Regions from separate parts of the Mus musculus genome. Here region 1 is linked to region 2. The links are chromatin contacts, called in public HiChIP or PLAC-seq maps. All regions are on one chromosome and are shown on one strand. The core of a region is the stretch at or near the end of the contact, and the rest is flanking DNA. Distances in the headings are between cores, read along the strand shown. Region 1 has its middle 21 kb from the start of Dnah5. Region 2 overlaps Trio (triple functional domain (PTPRF interacting)).

What was found. HiChIP or PLAC-seq counts read pairs in DNA pulled down with a chosen protein or histone mark.
Region 1: a contact with region 2 is called in a FOXA1 HiChIP or PLAC-seq map of pancreatic cancer cells. The contact joins two enhancer-like sites. A contact is called at or near these places in 1 of 15 datasets of contacts at CTCF or cohesin (the NIH/3T3 cell line), 1 of 484 Hi-C or Micro-C datasets (nephron progenitors) and 3 of 115 datasets of contacts at active chromatin or transcription factors (astrocytes, pancreatic cancer cells and trophoblast stem cells).

Annotation. Positions count from the first base shown.
Region 1 is chr15:28,180,218-28,184,898 of GRCm38.p6, reverse strand. It overlaps a transcript of Dnah5 not described here. Among named protein-coding and RNA genes, the nearest start is that of Dnah5, 21 kb to the left of the region's middle. Within about 2 kb of position 2,733, at least 60 of the 459 cell types and tissues checked have an H3K27ac peak or open chromatin away from gene starts, as enhancers often do. A contact at or near this core is called in pancreatic cancer cells, where this site is marked.
Region 2 is chr15:27,975,257-27,979,681 of GRCm38.p6, reverse strand. All of the region lies in intron 1 of Trio (triple functional domain (PTPRF interacting)), which reads left to right. Gm29975 reads left to right here. Exons shown (of 5, transcript XM_017316826.2): 1 at 1-4,425. Among named protein-coding and RNA genes, the nearest start is that of Gm29975, 18 kb to the left of the region's middle. Within about 2 kb of position 2,476, at least 29 of the 459 cell types and tissues checked have an H3K27ac peak or open chromatin away from gene starts, as enhancers often do. A contact at or near this core is called in pancreatic cancer cells, where this site is marked.

The DNA of each region.
Region 1 (4,681 bases), core at 1,484-3,983, 200 kb before region 2:
AGAGGTTGTGTCAAAATAAAATGGGTAAACTAGAAATACAGGCAACATCAAAAGAGCCAGAAGAAAGGGGCGTGCTGACAAAACGTTTTAATTGAACAATGTTAAACTTTATATTCTCTAGAGCACTCTTTTTCCTTTATAGTGCCATGGGTGGTTGATAAAACCAAGCACTAGAACACAGAAAATGTCAATGCATTTTTAAAGCACAAAAGTCACACGGGTCCCCGTCTTCTCAGAGAATGTTATAAGGAGGAAATCAATCCCTCCTCCTCCTTGATGCCTCTACATCGTACCAGAGAAACTAGATTTCATTCCAGACCCTCGGTAGGTACTTGGAGCATAACTTAATCAAATAGCTGGCATTTGGTTAAATATTTCCTCTTTTATAAAAAAGAAAAACTTTTTTATTGATGAATTTCACATGCCACACCCCAATCCCACTCATTTCCATGTCCCTCCATACCCACCCTCTGCCCTTGCAACCCCCTCCAAAAAAAGAAAACAATAAATAAACAAATATAAAACAAAAAGTACACATCCCACCATGGAAGCGACAGTGTGTCACACAGTGTACCCTTTGCCCAAACAGCTTTCCTGACAAATTTCCATTGCCACGAGTCATTGGTCTCCTTCGAGGCCTCTGGCTTCTGCCTCACTATCAATTCTAGATTCTCACCAGAACTCCTCTTGGCTAAGTACTTCCGGTAAATCACTTCCATATCCTTAAAGAACTGTAGGTTGCAAACATAACACATCTTAGATCTGTTAACATAACCCATTCAAGATGGCTGTAAGAGGAAAGATGAAGGAACGCCCAGGGCCAGGAAATGGCGTGGGTCTGGATGGCTGCCCTTGAGTGGCTAACAGCATCTCAATTCAGAGACAGGCTCTCACTCTTAGTGCCCAAGTACAGGTTCCTTTTAATTCAGTTCAGGACCCTACATACTCCCTGACTCAGATGCTTTGAGCTCATATTTGTCGGTATCCTTTCATGTATATGTTTATTCTTCACTTCAAGTTCAAATCAGGTACCATTATTTGCAGATGATAGGAATTTTTTATTTTGGGGTTTTCTCTACTATTTTCTTTCATTGAAGTACACTTTCATTGAAGTATAATTCATATTTTAAAACTACACATATTTAATACATGAACTCACACTCACAAAACCACCATATCCAATCAAGGTAGCAAAGATATCTATCGTTTTGTTTTCATTACTCCAAGTGGCAATGACAAATCATGTTCTGATAGCAAAGTTCTCAGGGCTGGGAGGAAGCGTCTTCCACAGAAATATGAGGACCTGTGTTTGGATCCCAGCACCCACCTAAAAGTCAGGCACGGGGTACAGATCTGTAACCTCAGAGCTGAGAGCACAAAGAGAAGTGGGACCTTGGAAGTTGTTTGCCAGCCAGCCTTGAAGAAGAGGAAGGAGGAGGAGGAGGAGGAAGAAGAGGAAGCAGAAGAATAGGAGAACGAAGAGGAAGGAGGGAGGAAAGAAGGAAGGAAGGAAGGAAGGAAGGAAGGGAGGGAGGGAGGGAGGGAGGGAGGGAGGGAGGGAGGGAGGGAGGGAGGGAAGGAGGAAGAAGAAAGAAGGAAGAGAAGGAGAGGAAGATCCTAAAGCCTTCAATGCTTTGAAATGTTAGCAATATTAGAACGGATTTGTGGAGTTTGTAGGTTTATGGATTACCAGGAATCAAATTAAAAACCATTCCCACCAATCTTTAAATGGACAGAGGCAAATCTTCTAGTTTCTTCTATTCCATTACTAAAACAAAGCCTTCTCATGAGCCCTTTCCTTGATCTACTAAGTATCGGACATAATAGGAATCCTCATTCAATTCCAAGTGCTCATGAGCACTCCTTGTCCTCAAGTTTATTTTTTCCACTAATTTATTTATTCACTTTGCATCCCTATTGCAGCTCCCTTCCCTCCCAGTCCACCTCTCACAAGGCCCCTCCCCCCATTCCTGCACCCCCTTCACCTCTGAGAAGAGGGAGGTCCCCCCTGGGTACCAATCCACCCTGGCACCTCAAGTCACTGCAGGACTAGGCACATCCTCTCCTCTCCCATCGAGACCAGACAAGACAGCCCAGTTATCGGACCAGGATCTACAGATGGGCAACAGAGTCAGGGTAAGCCCCTGCTCCCCTTGTCTGGGGACACTCATGAAGACCAAGCTGCACATCTGGCACATATGTGCAGGAGCCTAGGGCCAACCTGGGAATGTTCTTTGGTTGGCGGTCCAGTCTCTGGGATCCCCAAGGGTCCATGTTAGTTGACTCTGTTGGTCTTCCTATGGAGTTCCTATCCCCTTCAGGGCCCTCAGTCCTTCCCCCAACTCTTCCACGAGACTCCCCGAACTCCATCTAATGTTTGGCTGTCTTCAGTTCACATCGATTCCTAGAAATGCTGTAGAATGCAATTCTTTGTCCAAGAAATTGGGCATGAGGGCATTTTCCCTTAAGGTATTGATGAGATTTCAATGATTTCCTATACTTGAAAAAATAATGTTCATAAACTTCACATAAATTATACTGTCCTGTATAAATACATAACTTGATACATAGCATGTATACATCTCATTATATAAAACTTAAAGATAAGGTGTTTTCCAAAGAGTCATAATATCAAAATTCAAATGTATTTTATCAAACTTCAAGTCTGAGCTATGTCACTGGAATATTTCAGACTTCTCCACAAGAGGGCGCTGCTCTCCAAGCTATTGTGTGGCCAAGCCTGCTTAGGTATTTATTTCGAGCATTTCACCTGGTGTCACTCACATTAGCACGTGGACAGGGTGGCTCCTCAGCAGTGACTTTGAGAGTCATAAGTGAACGTAAAATGGCAATAGTTCTAGAGACATCTTAAGAACCACAGCTTCTCATTCTGTGTTCAGTGGGGCAAGGGAGGCTCGGCCCGAGGCTCGCCTATGACGTCACCCAGGCTTTCCAGCGTGAAGGATGTATGACACCCACCGCTCCCCTGTCTATTCCCAGTGTCTGTTACCCCTCTAGCCCTTGTCTTAGTCCCATAAGATGCTATAACTTATCACCGTAGACTCGGTGACTTCCCCCACCCCCTTCCCTTCTCTCTCTTTCTTCAGCTCCGCTCTTTCCGGGCCATAGATTTTTTTTTCTCTCTCTCTCTCATTACAGATGGTTGTGAGCCACCATGTGGTTGCTGGGAATTGAACTCATGAAGAGCAGTCAGTGCTCTTAACCGCTGAGCCATCTCACCAGCCCGACTGGGTGTCTTATAAACAAAAGTCATGCGTCTCATAGTTCTGGAGGCTGGCTAAAAAGCCAAGCTCAAGGTGTTTACCAACTCTGTGTCATAAAGGCACATAAACGGTTCCTTGCTCATAAACGATGCTCTGTCTGAACTCTCATGACTCATCACTAGCCAAAGGCCCCACTCCCTAATACTCTGGGGCCGAGGGTTTTACTCGGATTAATTTGTGGAAGATACAAACATGCAACCTGTAGCACTCTGGCTTCTTCCTAAGAAATGCTGTGCCATGGGGCACTGATCTTATACACATGCATCCCATTAGCTCAGGGGACGCAGAAAGTCTCCTCAGGCCTGGTGGGTAAAAAGCACCATAGAATAGGGGGAGAACTCTAAATAGTTAATTTTTCCCTGGCTCAACAGGGAAAAATGCCTGCTTCATCTTCATGGAGCCTCACTGCTACCTAGCATTGCAGCTGGGCTTCATCTAACAGAGAAGAAAAGCCACAACTTGAAAAAGCATCTGTCTGTAGATCATGAAGCTGACTTGAAGGGCCAGTCTGAGGGCAAAGCCTTCACACTTCTTTCCCATCCCATGCTCAAGGGGATCTCTGTAGCCTTACTGAGAGAGCTGAGGTGCACATGGCCCAGTCTCAGCCCAAAGTCCCTTGTTATTGTTTGGCTTTTGTTGGGCTTTGTTTTGCTTTTTTGTGTATTGCTGGGTGTCTGGGTCCCTGTTCTATTGCTGTAAAGAGACAACATGTCCTTGGCAACTCTTATGAAAGAAAGCATTTAGTTGAGGGCTTGCTTACAGTTTCAGAGGATTCGTCCGTTATATTTATCATGGCAGGCATGGTGCTAGAGAAGTAGCTACATCCTGGTCTGCAGGCAGAGAAAGGGGGGGGGGGGGCTGAGTCTAGCATGGCCTCTCCATGACACACTTCTTCCAGTGAGGCCACACCTCCTAATCCTTCTAATCCTTTCAAAGAGTTCCACTCCCTGGTGACTCAGCATTCAAATATATGATCCCATGGGGGTCATATTATTCAAACTACCAAAATGGGCATTCCCCCAGGGTCTCACATATACTAAACAATTAATCTATCAGTGAGTTTCATCCTTCTTGCATTCATATACAAAGGATCAGAATTCTGAAACCAAAATGTTTGCTTGCTTGCTTGCTTGCTTGCTTGCCTCCCTCCCTCCCTCCTTCCTTGCTTATTTTAAGTTTTAGCTATTACTAGTATTACCTCCAAGAATATCTAAAGGAACTCAGCACATAATTTGTAGCAACATGTCTCAAAAGCCCTGGCTTCTGGCCCTACTCTGCTCATATCTTAAGACTTTTCTAGAAGATGTTGGTATAGGAATCTTACAAACTCGCCCCCTCCTTCCTCCTTCCTGTCTTTGATTCAGTTCTGACCCTTCCTTGCCTCTGTCCTATTGCAC
Region 2 (4,425 bases), core at 1,227-3,726:
GGAGATGAGACTATGGGGGACATTTCTCATTCAGACCCTCACACAAGCCTAACAGTTTTTGGTGTTTGTTTTTAAACACGGATTCTTACTTTATAGTCCAGGTTGTCTTGGAACTGACTAGCCCAGGCCAGTTCCCGACTCCCAGCAGTCCTCCTGCCTTGCCTTCCCTGGGCCTGGATTGAATGCATGAACCACGCACTCTTACCTTCTTGTTAATGGCTGGAAACACTTGATTCTTGTGCTCTCCTCTGTTGACATGGGATCACTTATTTCTCAAATTCTAACATAGTCTTAAAGAATAATAGTTCATGGAAGGAAAGGTTTGCAGAGCCTGTGCCACAGGCTGTGATAGGCTCTGGAGAGAGATTCCAGAGTCTTCATCCTGGCAGTGTTTTCCTCTAAGGTATATTGGCATAAGTGTGGCCTCCTCCAGTTTCTTGGAAGGTCACTGGTAAGGAGGCTAGAATCTTCATTTTGCAGGTTTGTGAAAGGCAAGAGGAAAACAAAACCAAAGATGCTTTCATGTTCTCTCCCTAGCACTGTTGAGATGCCCGGCACATGCCCAGTTCTCACTATAGTCATTGCAACCACACACAAAGACGATTGTTTCTCTGGATTTATACCTAATGGAATAAACATTGAGATGAGCTTTTTAGTGTACCTGTAAGCTTTATTAAATTTCCTTTATATAGTTTTAGAATTAAGAGTAGTAAGTTCTAGAAATGATCTTTAAAAAAAACAAAACGAAACAAAACCCCCAAAAAACAGCTGTCTGTAAAGTGAGTCCTTGTGGGCTTCAGTGACTACGCCTCGGAGGGGCACATCCCTGTCCTCTGCAGAAGGGGCCTCCTGGGGCAGTCGCCTGCCTGACCGGGAGCTGCCTTTGCCTGAGCCTTGGTTGGTCTTTCTCCTCAGTGAGCTGGGAAGTGTGGGCTGGTGTCTGCTGGAGAAACAGTGGCATCCAGGATTCATGGGGGAAAGTGAGCCCATCAACCCCGTGATGGTAGGGGGTGAGTGGCTTAGTTACTTCCCTACTACTGTGCAGAGACACCATGACTGAGGCCACTATACAAGAAAGCAATGAATTGGGCTTGCTTACATTTTCAGAAGACGGGTTCCATGACCATCATGACGGAAGCACAGTGACAAGCAGGGAGATGTGGAACTGGAGCGGTGGCTGAGAGCTTAACCAGAGGTGCTAAGGGATGAGGGAGAGACCAGGCCTGGCGTGGCCTATGAAACCTCAGATCCCACTCCCAGGGACATCTCCTCCCACAAGGCCACATCTTCCGATCCTTCCTAAGCAGTCCTACCAACTGGGAACAAACACTTAGGTCTACAGGGACATTCCCATTCGGACCACTACAGGGAGACTTCCCCTTTTTCCTGTCTTACTATTACATGAGACCTCAGAACTTATCTGGAACTTAAAGTAAGAGAGTAAGACCAGCAGTACATGTATAGAAATCAATAGCCCTTTTCCAGACCTCTGATGGGTATCTTAGACAGCTGTGTAACTTGGTAAGCGTGCCCGGTCTTATCCATAGTGATGGACTGAAGGCCAGCCCGGGTTTTTCTTCTTGGAAGATGCTTGTTTAGAACTGCTTGTCTTGCTTAAAACCAAGAAGGTATCATCTGTGATTGTGTGACCACCACATTTCTCCTTGCAAACACCAGCTCGTTTGTCTTCACTCTGCAGAGTGGGTTTGGAAGGCAGGTTCTCCGAGGCCAGTTGCTTGGGTCTTTGTGATGCCTGGCAGCTTAGCGATGTGCTCAGTTACTGTGAGCAGATTCGCCTTGATGGCCAGTGCAAAGCAGTGCATGGCCTGGGAGCTCTTGCTCAGGTACAGTGAGATCTCACCATTTAATCCAGTAATTAAAACACCAATGCTAGAGTGGCTTCAATAAAGAGAGGCCATCCCTGAAAGATGGTTGTGGGTACTATGTTGTCAGGTGCTCCGTGTTGTCCCTAGCGACATGCCACCCAGACTTTCAAGGACAAAAGCAGGATAGTGACTACAAAGTAACTGGGTGCTCTGATTCAGTGTAGAGCCACCAACCCCAAGGGACTGCACCTCTCCACTTCCGTGCAGTACAGCAGAGATCCTAAGAGCGCATACTGGGTTATTCTGTCCCCACTGACGTGTCCGTTGTGTTAGAAATGATTTGTTGGGGTTTGTCAGGTTTGAGATCTGAGGTCTGTGTTCCCCCTCATTCTGATCCTCACTCTTAAGCTCCTTTTTCCTGTATTTACCTTGGCTGGGATAAAGTTGGATGTGGATGTTGGTAGAGCAAAGGGAAATATACAGAGAACGACAGAGGTGCAAAGGTATTGTCGTCAGGAAAATCCAAAGGGCCACCCTGTGTCATTTGCAGCTGCAGGAAGTGTGTCTTTAGCCTGAGTGCTGGGGGTGTTTACAGAGTGACAGAGTGTCTCCCCACACTGTCCTTGGCTGCCTTTGTTGGACTGGAGGTTCTCTGGACGATAGAATACATGATAGACAGGAACAGGAATTGAGAATTCATCTGCGTGGTGAAGCAGCCCACTGTTTGATTCAGAAACCCTGACCCAGCCAACTGCCTCTCAGCAGCTGCAGGAAGCCACTGTGTCTTCACTGCACTTGTTCAGAGTGGAGATTGCTCTCCTGTCTGTGGTGGACACTGGCTGAAGGCAGAGCATAAACCCTTGAAAGCACTGGGGGCCCCTCAGCCCTCCGGGTGCAGACACACATGTGGATCTGTGAATTTGAGGAGTGCCAGAGTTACATAGTGAGACTCTGTCTCTCAAAAAAAAAAAAAAAAAAAAAAAAGGAAGAGTGCAAAGAGGGACCTCTGAGAAATGAAAAACTATACAGTACCCTCCATGAAATTTCTTAGGTATTTTTATTATTTTTCATACCATATTGTTAAAAACACAGCATGTGTTAGTATTTTAGAAGTTATCTTTATAAAAAGAAAAAAAAGAAAAGAAAAGAAAAAAACCTCACTAAACCAAAAATTTTGGTGTGACAGACTTTTCTTGGGAAGACAGAACACACACACTTCTACTGACCCTAGATAAGGAACTAAAGACAGTCCAAAGTACAAATACCATCAAAGTATGACTTAGTGTATCATCAAGTTTTACTAGAGTTACTTACAGGAATATAGGTGAGGGGTTACTTACAGGAAAAACAGTGACTCAGACAGCTGCACCACCAAAGCCAACCACAGCATAGGTGACAATAGCCCACCAAAGCTAGAGCACATAGCACAGTGTGCAGGCAGCTCAGGTTGGAGAATGTCCTTTCCAGGTGGCTCTGTTGGCCAGAGCCTCTTCCAGGTAACTTGGATGGTCTTTCTTTTATGGAGTTTGCTGCTGATCCCCTGTAGGTTGCTTGGTTTCACCTTCTTCCACGCAGCTTGCCTTGTTATGGAGTCTTCTTTCCAGCTTGGCTCATTCGCCAATTGACTTTACTATTTATATACTCTTGGGGAGGGAGGTATCTAGTGAATCTGGTCCATTTCAGGGACTTCCTGAAGCTGCTTTGTTTACTTCCTGTCATAAAGAGCTTCTCTCAAGAATTTCACCTCCCCTTAGACCTGTTGTTTAACCTTGTGAACATTCTGTCTTAAGCCCATACCTCCTTCAAATGGCTGCACAACTAATGTATAGCTTAATTGGTTCATATTTTGGCTTTAAATCTCAGTGACATTCTATGAATTAAACCTGTAGTCAGAGTCTACAGATTTCTCTTAGCTTTGTAAGTTCATTCCTGTGAGTCTCTCCAAGGCCTCTGTAGTCCTAGGTTCAAGCATCCTGTTGTTGTGCTTCTTTTGGAATTCAAAGAATGGATATAGAACATCATGCCAGTGTCAAGTGTTGACTGAGGATGTGGAGAAAGGACTGTCTGTGAGAAAGTAACTAATGGTGAAAACATGGAATTGTGGTCCCTTTGGAAAATAGTTCACACACAAGCAGCAGTTCCTCTGCTCGATCTGCTTTGATGGGAGAACAGACATGCTCCAGCAAAGATCCCCATAGCCAGAACAGGGATCATCAAAATGGCTGTCAGATGAAAAATGGCTGTCAGATGAAAGGAAGAAGCAAAATGTGGTATATTGGACTGATAGCATTAAAGAATATTCAGCAATAAGGAAGACACTGTAGATGCATACCAGTCTTCCTTGCAAACCATAGCATCATGCCTGGGGTCTGTGTATTGTATGGTCCTATGTATGTGGCAGACAAAACTGGGGAGACGAGCAGTTTTTTGGTAACTTTGGGCTAGGAATGGAAGAGGGGTTTGATTATAAAGTCACAACAGGAGACATTGGGAGTGGTGCATGTTCAAACAGCTTTGATCTGAGGACACCTCCTCTCTGGTCTTCTTAGATGAGGACACCTCCCTACAGGCCTTCTTATATAGTGAGCCTAATTGAGTA